2 separate regions of the Zea mays genome follow, and region 2 is linked to region 1. The links are chromatin contacts, called in public Hi-C maps. All regions are on one chromosome and are shown on one strand. Each heading gives the region's core, a stretch centred on a gene start, on an enhancer-like site or on the middle of the called end of the contact. The rest is flanking DNA. Distances are from core to core; before and after follow the strand shown. Region 1 holds the start of LOC542612 (transcription factor MYB17). Region 2 holds the start of LOC100280419 ((+)-neomenthol dehydrogenase).

Evidence for each region. Hi-C and Micro-C count contacts between places; a contact is called where the count stands out from the background.
Region 2: a contact with region 1 is called in a Hi-C map of ear, with 2.2 times the contacts expected there. The contact joins the promoter of LOC100280419 here to the promoter of LOC542612 in region 1. A contact is called at or near these places in 2 of 25 Hi-C or Micro-C datasets (ear and tassel).

The regions. Positions count from the first base shown.
Region 1 is chr2:24,442,087-24,445,224 of Zm-B73-REFERENCE-NAM-5.0, reverse strand. LOC542612 (transcription factor MYB17) reads left to right here and starts at 1,616. Exons shown (of 3, transcript XM_008670875.3): 1 at 1,616-2,021; 2 at 2,174-2,303; 3 at 2,393-3,138. The coding sequence starts at 1,649. The coding sequence ends at 3,008.
Region 2 is chr2:24,626,667-24,629,733 of Zm-B73-REFERENCE-NAM-5.0, reverse strand. It overlaps LOC100280419 ((+)-neomenthol dehydrogenase), which reads left to right and starts at 1,659. Exons shown (of 4, transcript NM_001153342.1): 1 at 1,659-2,119; 2 at 2,224-2,304. The coding sequence starts at 1,718.

The DNA of each region.
Region 1 (3,138 bases), core at 367-2,866:
GTTCCCAGGCGACCCCGCCCTGGCCAGCCGCAGAGACGTGCAACACCGTTCCCAGTCGGGGAGCCTCTGAGACGCGCGATGCGCACGGTGCCTCGCCCAGCAGTCAGAGCACCTTGGCCTCTGCTTATCTCTCCCGTCCAGCACAACACTCTATAATCACGTCCTGCCCAGTAGTCAGAGCGACATCAATCTTCCAGATGAACACTCCGTAACTCATGCCTCCTATGCTAATGTATCATTGTCGTCTCTGTGCGGTTAGATGCGTGAAGATGAAGCGTGATGAGACAACTGGTGCTGCAATTGTAGCAAAAGTGGTGTGAAGTTAATTAGTGACTGGTTGTGAAATTTCGAAGATTGGATAAAAATGCATTTGTTAAAGTTAAAAATTATCCGCAAGTGTCTGTAGCACACGTTCCTCAGTTGGCAGTTAGAATTTAAAGGGAGAATTGGTGTTATGAAGTTGAAGTTAGTGCTGCAGAATCATTTCTTATGTGGATGTAAATATGTACGTGAAAAATTTATTGTGGCACTGCTTATATAAAAATACTAGATCTGCCACTGGACATACCATCAAGCGAAGAGATCAAACACGATCCTTCCTTCCATCAGCTGGTCGTAGCTTTGCCATGCGTCTGCGTTGCCGTAAGCCAAGCACACGCGTCGGCCCCTCACATGGATGGCGATGACGAAACGGAGCGGCAGTTGGCACCGGTCAGCAGACAAGACAAAAGACGCGGAAGGTCCCCGTCAGTCCATGTCCATCAGGCTGGCTTTGACAGCACCGACCCCGGTCAGGCGGCCACGACTCCCTGTCCCGTTAAATCACCGTCCTCCTGCCGTGCTGCCACCACTGCCACGGCGGCACGGCGCACGGCACGTCACCTGCCGCGGCGGCCGTGCCAGCCCAGCTCAGCCAGAGTAAAACGCGCAGGCCGCCTCCGCTGCGACGCACTCTGCCGGGCTGCCCGGCACTCCGCTTCCGCCACCGCCTGCCGCCCCAAAGTCCGAGCCACACCCCCGTGTGGCAGTGGCAGTGGCACCACCTCATTTATGGCGGCTACCTCCGCTCCACGTCTCGGTCCCATCGGCGGATCGGCCGGCCTTTCCTCCTCTCCCCGGCCCCTTCCTCGCTTCAGCTAGCTGCAGTGCAGTCCCGCCCATCTCTGACCCTGACCCTGTGCGTAGCTGGCTTGCAGCTAGCTGCTGCTGTGGCCTTTGGATCAATCTACAATAAACGAAACAAATAGGCCACCGCGGAACCATACGTTACCGTTACGAACGTAGAGCCGGCCGCTTTCTTTTCCCTGGGCTTTCTGTTCTACCGTCAACCGCGTCGTAGCTGTGCTAAAATTTTATTTCTTGCAATGAATCTAGCAATGCCATACATTTTAATTCTTATATAAACTTAGTCAAATTTAAACGATCTGACAAAAGTATATTGTTTTCTTTTCTGACAGAAGAGGCAGCAGTACTAAAATTTAACTAGTACGTGCTGATTACTCCGACTTCCTAGGCACCAGGAAGGGCAGTTGTCCGGCGCGCAATGCAGCACCAGACAGACAACCGGTCGTCCCCTACCACCGCATTCAAGCCCACTCGCCCCGCCCGGCGATCCCATGCAAGAAAGCACCTCGCCCCTAATAAATGCATGGCCCTGGTCCCGGCTGCCCGTCGATCGCCCGTAATAATTGAAGCCAGCCACGCTGCCCTTCCCTTCCCCTTGCTCTCGTCGACGTCGGAGCAGCAGCCCAGCCAGCAGGTGAAAAATCCGGAGCATTTATTATGGCCACCGGGATCCCCCTCGGCCTATAAAAATCCGTCTCGGCTCCTCCCCCTCGCTTCTCGTTCCTGTCGCCGCCCGAGGAGAGACGGAGAGCGACCGACCGCCATGGGGAGAACTCCGTGCTGCCACAGCAATGGGATCAAGAAGGGACAGTGGGCGCTGGAGGAGGACAAGCTGCTCGTCGACTACGTCCAGGCCAACGGTGCCGGAAATTGGCGCATGCTCCCCAAGCTCGCGGGTACGTACGTACGTGCTCTGTTCCTCGGTCGAGCCCAGCCCGGGCCGCCTGGTGCTGCATGCGTGACCTAGTTGTTCGCCTCGTGCTCGTCATTTCTTGAGCGACTCGTGGTGTAAAATGCGATGTGATGTGCCGCGCGCGCATGCATGCAGGGCTGAACCGGTGCGGCAAGAGCTGCCGGCTGCGGTGGACCAACTACCTGCGCCCGGACATCAAGCGCGGGCACTTCACCCCCGAGGAGCACAACTCTATCCTCCAGCTCCACGCCATCATCGGCAACAGGTAAAAGTCTCGAGCCTAAACTCCGTACTCTCTCTCTCCTCACGCGCCGTCACCGTCAGTACGTGCTGGAACGTTGTGGTGTCGATCAGGTGGTCCACGATCGCGGCACAGCTGCCGGGCCGGACGGACAACGAGATCAAGAACTACTGGAACACGCACATGAAGCAGCAGCTCCGACAGGAGGCGCTCGCCGTCGCCGTCGCCGGCGAGGGCGCTGGCGCGCAGCTCGCCAAGGCGGCCGCCGCGTCCTGTCCCGTCGCTCGCCACATGGCCCAGTGGGAGACCGCCCGCCTCGAGGCCGAGGCGCGCCTCTCCCTGCTCTCGTCGACCTCGGCCACGACGATCGTCACCTCCGCCACCGCCTCTTCCTCCTCGTCCACCGTCGCGCCCGAGCACGCGGCGCCCGACATCTTCCTGCGCCTCTGGAACTCCGAGGTCGGGGATTCTTTCCGCGGCACCGCAGTGAAGGGGCATGGTCCGGCGTCGAGTGGTGTGCCGGCGGCGCTACCTGCTGAGCTCGGCGACGACGATTCCTCGGCCGCGTCGACCTACGGGACCGAGGCGGCGGCGAGCGACGACTACCAGTCGTTCCTGGACCTGGCGGCGATGGAGGAGTTCGGGCTGCTGCAAGGCCGGCTCGACGCGTTCTCGGTGCTCCCGCATGTCGACGTGTTCGCCGAGGCGCCCTGCTGCCTGTTCGAGTAGCTTTGCTGTTTGCTCGATCTCATTTCCAGACCCACTCAGAGTAGTCACCAGAGTAGTAGACTAGACGTACGTGGCCGCGTTCTGCATGCGTTCGTCTGCGTACGCGTACGTACATACATACGTACACATG
Region 2 (3,067 bases), core at 410-2,909, 180 kb before region 1:
GGTATATCTATCCGATCATAAATTCTTATCATATATAATAACTTCTTATCAAAAAGTTACTTCAACTTATCGAGAATAGAGCTTAATTTTAGACCTGGAGGTTTAAATAATACTCGTCATTTTTCTTCTGTTACTCAGTTTGTTGTCTCTAGAACTCCATTTATTGCCTCAAGACTGATTGATGAGAATCTGTCTGCTGACGCAACACTGCAATCTCTATCTCTTGGGCGAATGATTGAGAACGAGATGACTGCGAAGACGAGGATGTGGACTGTCGTCCATGGTGCCTCAGCTCCCTACAATCAATCGTAGAGTCAAAAATACCCAACCTACAAGAGTGAACCATGCACTTAGTATAATAAACCATAAACTTAGTAGAGTAAACCATGGACTCAGTTCAATCGCAAGCATATGGACTTAGTAGATACGAGACGTTAACTTGATTAGTTAAGTAAATTACCCCCTATATCTACAGGAAAGGATAAGTAAATTACGTAGTTTAACCAATAAAGTACCAATACAATATTATATACGAAATAACATTGTCACGAGTGACAAATTATATAAAATAACCTTATTTCCGAGGGCATAATAATTACCCTCGGAAAATAAAAGTCTAAATTATCTAAGCACCACTAAGTAAACTAAAACAAATTAAATTAATTACATAATCAAATTCCAGACGTCAGATATAACAAGCTAAACAATATTGAACATACAAAAATTTTAATACTGAAAAAAGACAACTAGAAAATAATATGTACATTTACAAAATTATACTAAAAATTAAAAATACTCACTTAGCGGCTCGGCGGTAGGGTGGACGCGCGGCATGGGCGGGGCGGGGCCGGCGAGGGACGAGTCGGGGCAGGTGCCGGGGTGGGGGCAGTTGGCAGCGGCCATGGCCGCGGCGAGCAGGGCGACGGCGGTGGGCAGGACGGCGGCGGTGCTCTGGGCGCGATGGACAAGTTGGAAATGGAACGGCGCGGTCCGGTCCCACGTGTTAAAATCACTTATGTCCGTCGTAAGCTTATATTCGACGTCTGTCAGACAAGCCGTCGGATATATGCTGATGGCCATCGAACATAAGCTTATGTCTGACGGCCTTGTAGAAAGCCGTCGGATATAAGAGAGTCGTCGGAAATGTGTAATTTTATTGTTGTGAGCATAGCAAATCAGCAACAAAGTAAAGAAATGATTTGCAGTAAAAAAATCAGGCCTAACGGGTATTTCGAGTACCGTGGAGTGTTACCTGATTAGGTCCAAATTAAAATTAGGTTTTAAGTTTTGTTAACCGCAGGAGTCTTTCTTTAATCGGACTTCAGACTAAACGGGTACGGTCTCAGTTATTTTGGGCTCTGACCTCGGGTTTTATATCTAGTGCTACTGTCCACCCCCAAAGCCGGCCCTGGGTTAAACCGTGCCAAATTTTGCCACTAACTGCCGTTCTTGGTGCTAACTGCTAATGTGGCTCTTGTTGGGGCCTGTATCCAGAGCGGCTGCCAAATACTAGCACGTGACGACTAACCAAGCAAAATTGGATTCAAGCCCTGTTGCGTGGAGAGTGATCTCACTACTTCCACGGCTCCGCTTCAAGTATAAAATCTGCAGTCGTAGTAGGGGGGGGCTCGTATTCCTTCAGGGAACGGCTTCCATAGCGCTGAAGCGAGGCGTGCCGCATTGGGTTGTTCGAGAGCTCCTAGTGTTGCCCTACTACATGATGGAGGGCGATCTCCCCACGCCCGCGAACGCTAGGTACGTACACCTGACATATATGCATCCGCGCGTTCGCTCTGGCAGCCAGTGGCGAGAATTGCCAGTGAATCAATCATGCGCGTCTGCTGTATGTTACTGGTTGCATCGATCTGCCAGGGTTGTTGCCGTGGTCACCGGCGGCAACAAGGGGATCGGGCTGGAGGTGTGCCGGCAGCTGGCCTGCAGCGGCGTCACCGTCGTCTTGACAGCCAGGGACGACGCGAGGGGCGCGGCGGCCGTGGAGAACCTCAGAGGCCTGGGGCTCTCCGATGTCCTCTTCCACCGACTGGACGTTACCGACGCTCCGAGCATCGCTCGACTCGCTGGTTTCCTCGAGACCCGTTTCGGGAAGCTAGACATCCTGGTGATTACTGAACCGTCGTCTGTGATTAACTTTCGTAGGTTGAAGATCTTGTCCGGGTATATAGTTGGCTGATTTCGATGTGCGTGGTTGTGTGCCATTTGTAGGTAAATAATGCCGCGATTGGCGGGGTTGAGTATGTTCATGACCAAGATTGTGGCTCAGTAACGAGCGAGGAAAAGGCAAAGGTGAGCATCTTTTTTCAATTCGCCAAGGTTTTTCTTCTTCAGCTGTGGAGAAAAAGGGCGTGTGTTAGTAGGAGGATTTGTTTGTCTTTTTGGTGGAACAGGAGGGATCACGACCGATCCTTTCATTTAAAATTAGTGTAATGGCACACAAAAACAAATATTACACTTTATCTTAAAGAAAATATAAAAAATTATAAACTTAAAACGAATCCGACTCACTTTTTTAAGCTCGCTTGGTCGCTCTCATGACCTCATCTATAAGGTTGTTAGCAGAATCAACAGACAAAATAAACTAGATCAACCAACAAATTACAGATCACGATATACAAATTTACATGGAAAACCCTTCAATACAAAGGAAAAAAATCATGGTCACCAGCCATACAAAACATTCGCTGTAATTAGATTGTTTTCATAACGCCGCCCTTAGACGATGGCTTACAAGATGGTTATGGTGATGACACACGAGGAACTCCAATTACGCTTCGGCCTAAGTCTTAGGCGATGGGCCTCTGCATCGCTCGTCAACTTGGTCCCCTTTTGAGAATTTGAATCACAAAATCAATAGAGGTACGACCCACAAATAAAGGTTTAAGTGGTTTTCACGGCTTAATTAGGGTAATGGCCCGCTGTTAGGGGAAGAAGAATAGAATACGCGCTTCGCGCGCACGTGAATTACGATGACCATCGAAACTGGTGCTTTATAATAGTAGAACAAAAAAATATTAGTAAAATATAAATCAAAGCAAATAAAAGAGGGTGC